Linked DNA regions of Mus musculus: region 1 is linked to region 2. The links are chromatin contacts, called in public HiChIP or PLAC-seq maps. All regions are on one chromosome and are shown on one strand. Each heading gives the region's core, a stretch centred on a gene start, on an enhancer-like site or on the middle of the called end of the contact. The rest is flanking DNA. Distances are from core to core; before and after follow the strand shown.

Evidence for each region. HiChIP or PLAC-seq counts read pairs in DNA pulled down with a chosen protein or histone mark.
Region 1: a contact with region 2 is called in an H3K27ac HiChIP or PLAC-seq map of hepatocytes, with 10 times the contacts expected there. The contact joins the enhancer-like site here to the promoter of Mbl2 in region 2. A contact is called at or near these places in 2 of 39 promoter capture datasets (cranial neural crest and liver), 1 of 115 datasets of contacts at active chromatin or transcription factors (hepatocytes) and 1 of 9 other capture datasets (liver).

Annotation. Positions count from the first base shown.
Region 1 is chr19:31,888,750-31,891,449 of GRCm38.p6, reverse strand. All of the region lies in intron 1 of A1cf (APOBEC1 complementation factor), which reads right to left. Among named protein-coding and RNA genes, the nearest start is that of A1cf, 21 kb to the right of the region's middle. Within about 2 kb of position 1,254, at least 5 of the 459 cell types and tissues checked have an H3K27ac peak or open chromatin away from gene starts, as enhancers often do. A contact at or near this core is called in hepatocytes and liver, where this site is marked.
Region 2 is chr19:30,231,548-30,234,247 of GRCm38.p6, reverse strand. Mbl2 (mannose-binding lectin (protein C) 2) reads right to left here and starts at 1,320. Exons shown (of 6, transcript NM_010776.2): 1 at 1,236-1,320; 2 at 477-587; 3 at 93-276. The coding sequence starts at 267.

The DNA.
Region 1 (2,700 bases), core at 5-2,504, 1.7 Mb before region 2:
CAGAAAGCTCTCAGGTTCTCCCATTGTTCGCCTAGCTTATCCTGGAGGACCAGGAAGGACTGGGGAATCTGATAAGGTTATTTCTATGTGCCTTAATAGTTTCAATGGCAAAGTCTACAGTCTGTCGGCTAAGCTGTAGTTTGTTTTTTGCTAGACTTCATCATTTCCATCAAAAAGGTAACAGTTCATAGTTACATGATGAATTCGCTGTTTGCAAAACCTGCCATGAGTTTGGGTTAATATTTAGTAAAGGTTATTAAAGACATTTTGACATCAGAAAGGCCTCTGTGCTCCATTGGACTACAGTGTGAAGTTCTGAGAAATTCTTTACGACATCTAAATCTCAAATCATTGCAATCAACACATTAAAACGAAACTCACAATTTGCAGCCTAAGGCACTTCAGGGATTGGGTGTGTTTTCTCCTGCCATGGCACTTGAGTGACATGTTTGACGTCCTTGGTTTAGACACCAGAACTCTCAAACAAAACCCATCCCAACCCAAAACAAAACAAAACAAAACAAAACAAAAAGGCAAAGCAAGAATAGAGTTGAGGAAATTTGTGGAAGAAGAAGCAGAAGTTGGGTTATGGGGTTGCTGATTTTCACAGTGCCTTTAGCTATCCAAACAGATAAACTGAGTGACAGGTAGACAGAAATCCAAGTCTGAATTTCAAGGGAGAGTTTCAGCTGAGACACTGACTTGGAGCTGACCTATGACAGATGTTTAGTCTTGAGATTGGATGAGCTCATGTAAGGACTGGGGAGAGGGTGTGTATCTAAGGCAGACCTGCAGATAACTCCAACTCAAGAAGCCAAGAGATAAGGAAGATCCATCGAAGGAGATCTAGATGGAACACCATAAGGATAAGAGCGCCAGGATGCTGAAGTAGTTTAGAAGCAAGGAAAGAGGTCTGGGAATGGGGGAGGTGAGCTGTCCAAGGTCCAAGAATCAGGCAGAATCTAACGTGGGAAGAGCCTTTCTGTTCTCTTTCTGCCTTTCACCGTTGTCTTCCTCAATCTCGAAACTGTCTCACGTGCAGCAATGATATCCCCCATTTACCCTGGGGCTTAGGAGAGCAACATACTGATACAGCTTTGGAAAAAAGCTCCTGGCTTGTTGTGCCACAGAGTATCATTAGGCATTGGATCGTAGCACTCATCAGAGGAGGCAGGCAAGGCAAGGCATCCCCAAGCACCTCCACTTTCAATTGCCAGGTTCTGCTATGGAAACTTAGGTAGGTCCGTGGCACAGTTCTGTTTGTCAGTGCAGATAAAGAGATAAAAATAGAAGTTGTTGGAAGAGGGTCAGGGCAGCATTGCAGGAAAGAATTAAATTTCCAGCTCACTCTGAATGTCAGGCTTTTCATTTGTGAATCGTAGTCAAAACAGGCTGTGGACAAGTGGCTGTAATGAAGATGAATGAGAAAACACTTCGGATGTATTCTGTGATTCTAGCACATGGGATTCAATGTGATTTAATATTTCTGCTAATAAGTCATAACGGAGGACAGCTGTGAGATACAGGGGCAAGAAAGTAAATCCAGAAAGGCCTTGTCGTAGTTTATTTTCAAAGCTGCTCTGATAAACACCATGACCAAAAGCAATTTAGGAAAGAAAAGGATTTTGTTTAACTTACAGGGTATAGCCCATCATTTAGGGAGTTCAGGACAGGAACTCAAGCAGAAACAGTGGAAGAATGCAGTTTCCTGGCTTGCTCACTGAATCCTGTTTAGCTTGTTGTTTTATACAGCATAGGTCTACCTGCTTATGAATGGTACTGCCCATGGTGGGCTGGCCCCTCATATCAATTAGCAATAAATATACATGCCCACAGGACAATCTGATGGAAGCAATTCTTCAAAGGAGGTTCCCTCTTCCAAGGTTATAAGGTTTTGTCAAATTACAATAAAAAAATAACCAGGACAAACTCCCTGGACAGTATTCATTTGAAAAATATGATACAAAAATGCCACGGCTCTTCACTAGCACTGCCTCGCTGCCATTTAACAGTCTCGGGCCAATGTCTCCATAGTCTCTAGGACTATATTTTTCTTAGCAATGAAACTCTTATCTCAAATATGTATGCCACTGAATATAGCTACATAAAAATAGACTCTGAGCCAAGTGTGATGGTCATGTCGGTTACCCAAGTCTATATGGGAGGCTGCAGCAGGAAAATCATGAATTTAAGGTTAGCCTGGGCTGCATAAGGAGACCCCAATGTTAAAAGAAAAAGAAAGCATTCCCATATATCCTTCTACTTCCATCCAGGCTCTTTGAGCCTCAATGTCTTTAAATAGAAAATTCGGATAGCAGTATATCTTATTTCATAGTCTTCTGAGGATTAAATATTAAGGTAATTATTAAATACTCAAAATGGTCCCTGGCATTTAATACTTGCACAGTGTTGGCTATTATAGCTCTACATAGCTCCATGTGGTAGATAAAGTCCCATGTCATCAGTATGGCACATGCTCCTCAGTAGCACATCCCATGTCTGCTTTCCCCATCCTTCACATGCCCTTTCTCTTAGCACTCACACGCTTCTTCACGTCTCCAGGCTCACTGCTTACACTTTCCCTTCCTGTGTCTTCTAACTTCACTGTTGGGTCTCATTGATTCCATCTGGATTTGGTTGAAAGCTGTTTGCTCCATGATGCTTTCTTTGACAACCTCCCTGGGTAGCATTAGATGCCAT
Region 2 (2,700 bases), core at 71-2,570:
CTGGTGTGTCTGAAATACTCACATACATAAAATAAATAAATACATAAAGTAAATAAATCTTTAAGAGAAAAAGAAAACAGTTTAATGCACACCTGGTTCTCCCTTTTCTCCCTTGGCACCGTCACGTCCATCTTTGCCTGGGAAGCCATTCAGGCCTGGAGAACTGCAGGTAACCACAGGGCAGGAATTTTGAACACCTTCGGTTAAGGTCTCTGCATAAACCACTGTCACCACACACAGCAGAAGGAAGGATGTGAAAATGGACATGCTCCTCACCTGGGGGTAAGGAAAATCATGGAGGATTTTTCAGTATGTTTGTACCAACCTTGCCTCTGTCCTATAACTTGGGGACAGACATTGTACAGGTGAATTAGTCACGCTAAAGGTGAGGTCTGGATTTGGGTATTTTGAAAATCAAGCATTCCTTGTGATACTGCGTGGTTATTATTTTAACGAAAATAAGCATAACAGCATACGTGCAGGAGACGCCCTTCTGAGGGAGGTCACTGGTGTCCAGGTCTCTGGTGTCACTGCAGGCAGGGAGAGCCAAACAAGTTCACACCTCCAACTTACCAGTGTCTGATGGCCTAGGGGTTGAGAACGAGCGGAGACACTATGTTCAGAAGGCTCTCACATGTGTGCCACCATCAGCAGCCCCAATCCTATTTTCACACTGGAAAAGATGGTTTCTCTCCAAAACCAGTTAGATAGGCTTTCCTCCGTTTCTAGCAATAAACTATAGGCTAGTGATTAAGAGAGACAGGGTCAGACCCCAGTTGCATAGTAAGTCTACTAGCCTAGCCCTGAATGAACTTGAACTTCCTAATAGTGTGTTTCCATGCAGCAAGGCAGGGCTGCTGGGGAAAGCAATTTCTCTGTCTGTCAGTTTCTCTCTAGTCCATTCCTCTCTACTTCGTAGATTTCCCCATGCCAGAACTGCTGTCAACTAGACAACCTGCCTTGAATCCTTCTTTGAACATTGTATCTATCCTTCCCAGTTTTCTTCCAGCTGTTCCTTACTAAGAAATCATAACAGCCCAGCCCTAAGGGTCTTAGATCCCAGGACACTGTCTTTGTAAAGTCATCTTTGCAAACAGATCATTAAGAAAACTGTCCTGTGTCCAGGCAAGCAGAGACAGTGCTGCCGCCAACACGATTTCTGCCTGGTGTGCCTCTTACCTCTGGAGTTTAATCAGATCCCCAGACTTTGGCTATAGGAACCCAAATCCACTCACCAGATATGATATTTCAGGGCTTTGGCACAGCAAAGACTCAGGAGGCAAGGAAGCTCCTCTTCCACCAGAACAGATGCCTCAAAGTGAGGGAGGAGCTAAACCTGACTTTAAAAAGATAATCCAAGCTGACCTTCAACCCCAGATTAATAAACAACTCTCTTTGGGACTGTATTATACGCTTTTTAGGAGGATTCACCAGAGGCCTGCAGTAAGTGCAGCATGGCTGTCTACCTTAATGCAGCGCCATTTCCCGCTTCAACTGACACCCATTTTGCTAATTCTCATGACTAAGTTGCCCTAACAAGCAGGTTCAAGTGGTTAGTCATGTCAGTTTCCTTGCTTGCCATTCAGAAACACACACATATATATGCTCTGTGCACGCTCACTCCATTCACATACACATGCATACACTCTAAGGGGCAGCAGAGATCCTGTTGCTGTCGATATGCAAGAACACTTCTGGACTCCACACTATAGTCTTCAGTCTGGGCTATCCTCGCTCTTTAGTACTCTTCCCTTGGGCTCTTCCTCTTCTATTCAATGATTCTCATCTCGGAGAAACTTACCAAGATCTTATTTAAAGTAGTTCTGCAGGGTCCTCTTACCTGAGGCTGTGTTTGTAATGATAACAATGCATTGTTGGAATCATTTGATAATTATCATATGGGTCTGGTTCCTTATTTTTAGGATACTGTCTTCCAATTTCATCTGTCACATGATTTCATTCTTTTTTGAAGCCAGGTAATAATTTGTGTGTATACCATATAGTTGGAAGCTTCAGTTTTTTAACCCAAAATACTAAAAACAACCCAATCCTCCTTCATCTGTGAATGAGAAGCTGATATGTCATATAATGGAAAACTCTAAAAAATAAAATAAAATTACTTATTTATGCAATGAAGGACAAATCTCATGGGTCCTGTTTTAAATTAAAGCTCTATTTCAAGTGTTTATAAACTGTATTACTCTATGAAATGATTAATAAATCCATGGAGAACAAATTATTGGTTGACATAGATCTCTGGGTAGTGTATAAATTTAAAGGTGTATGATCAGAACGTTTTATTGGTCAGAAAAAAAATCTACCTTGACTATGGTTGCTATATAAACTTATGATTTTTTTTTTTGTTTCATAGGATTAAATAACAAGAACAAGAGGCACATAAATAATTACCCCCCTAAAAATCTGTATCTTATTATCTTTTTTGTACCAATCCATTTTGTGGTCTTGGTATTTATTCTACATGTCATATATTAGAACCTATGGTAAATGATAGATGAAGGAACAATGGGAATTTTCTGTGATAATTTCTCAATTTGTGTGAGATTAAGATGATTTTAAAAGAAGGGGATTTCAAAAAGGACTATAAAAAAGACGTGTGAGTTTCAAAGACTATTCATGATCCCTTTAAATTCAGTTTTCTTCACATTTCAAAGTGTGAATGATCTGGGACATGGACTGAAA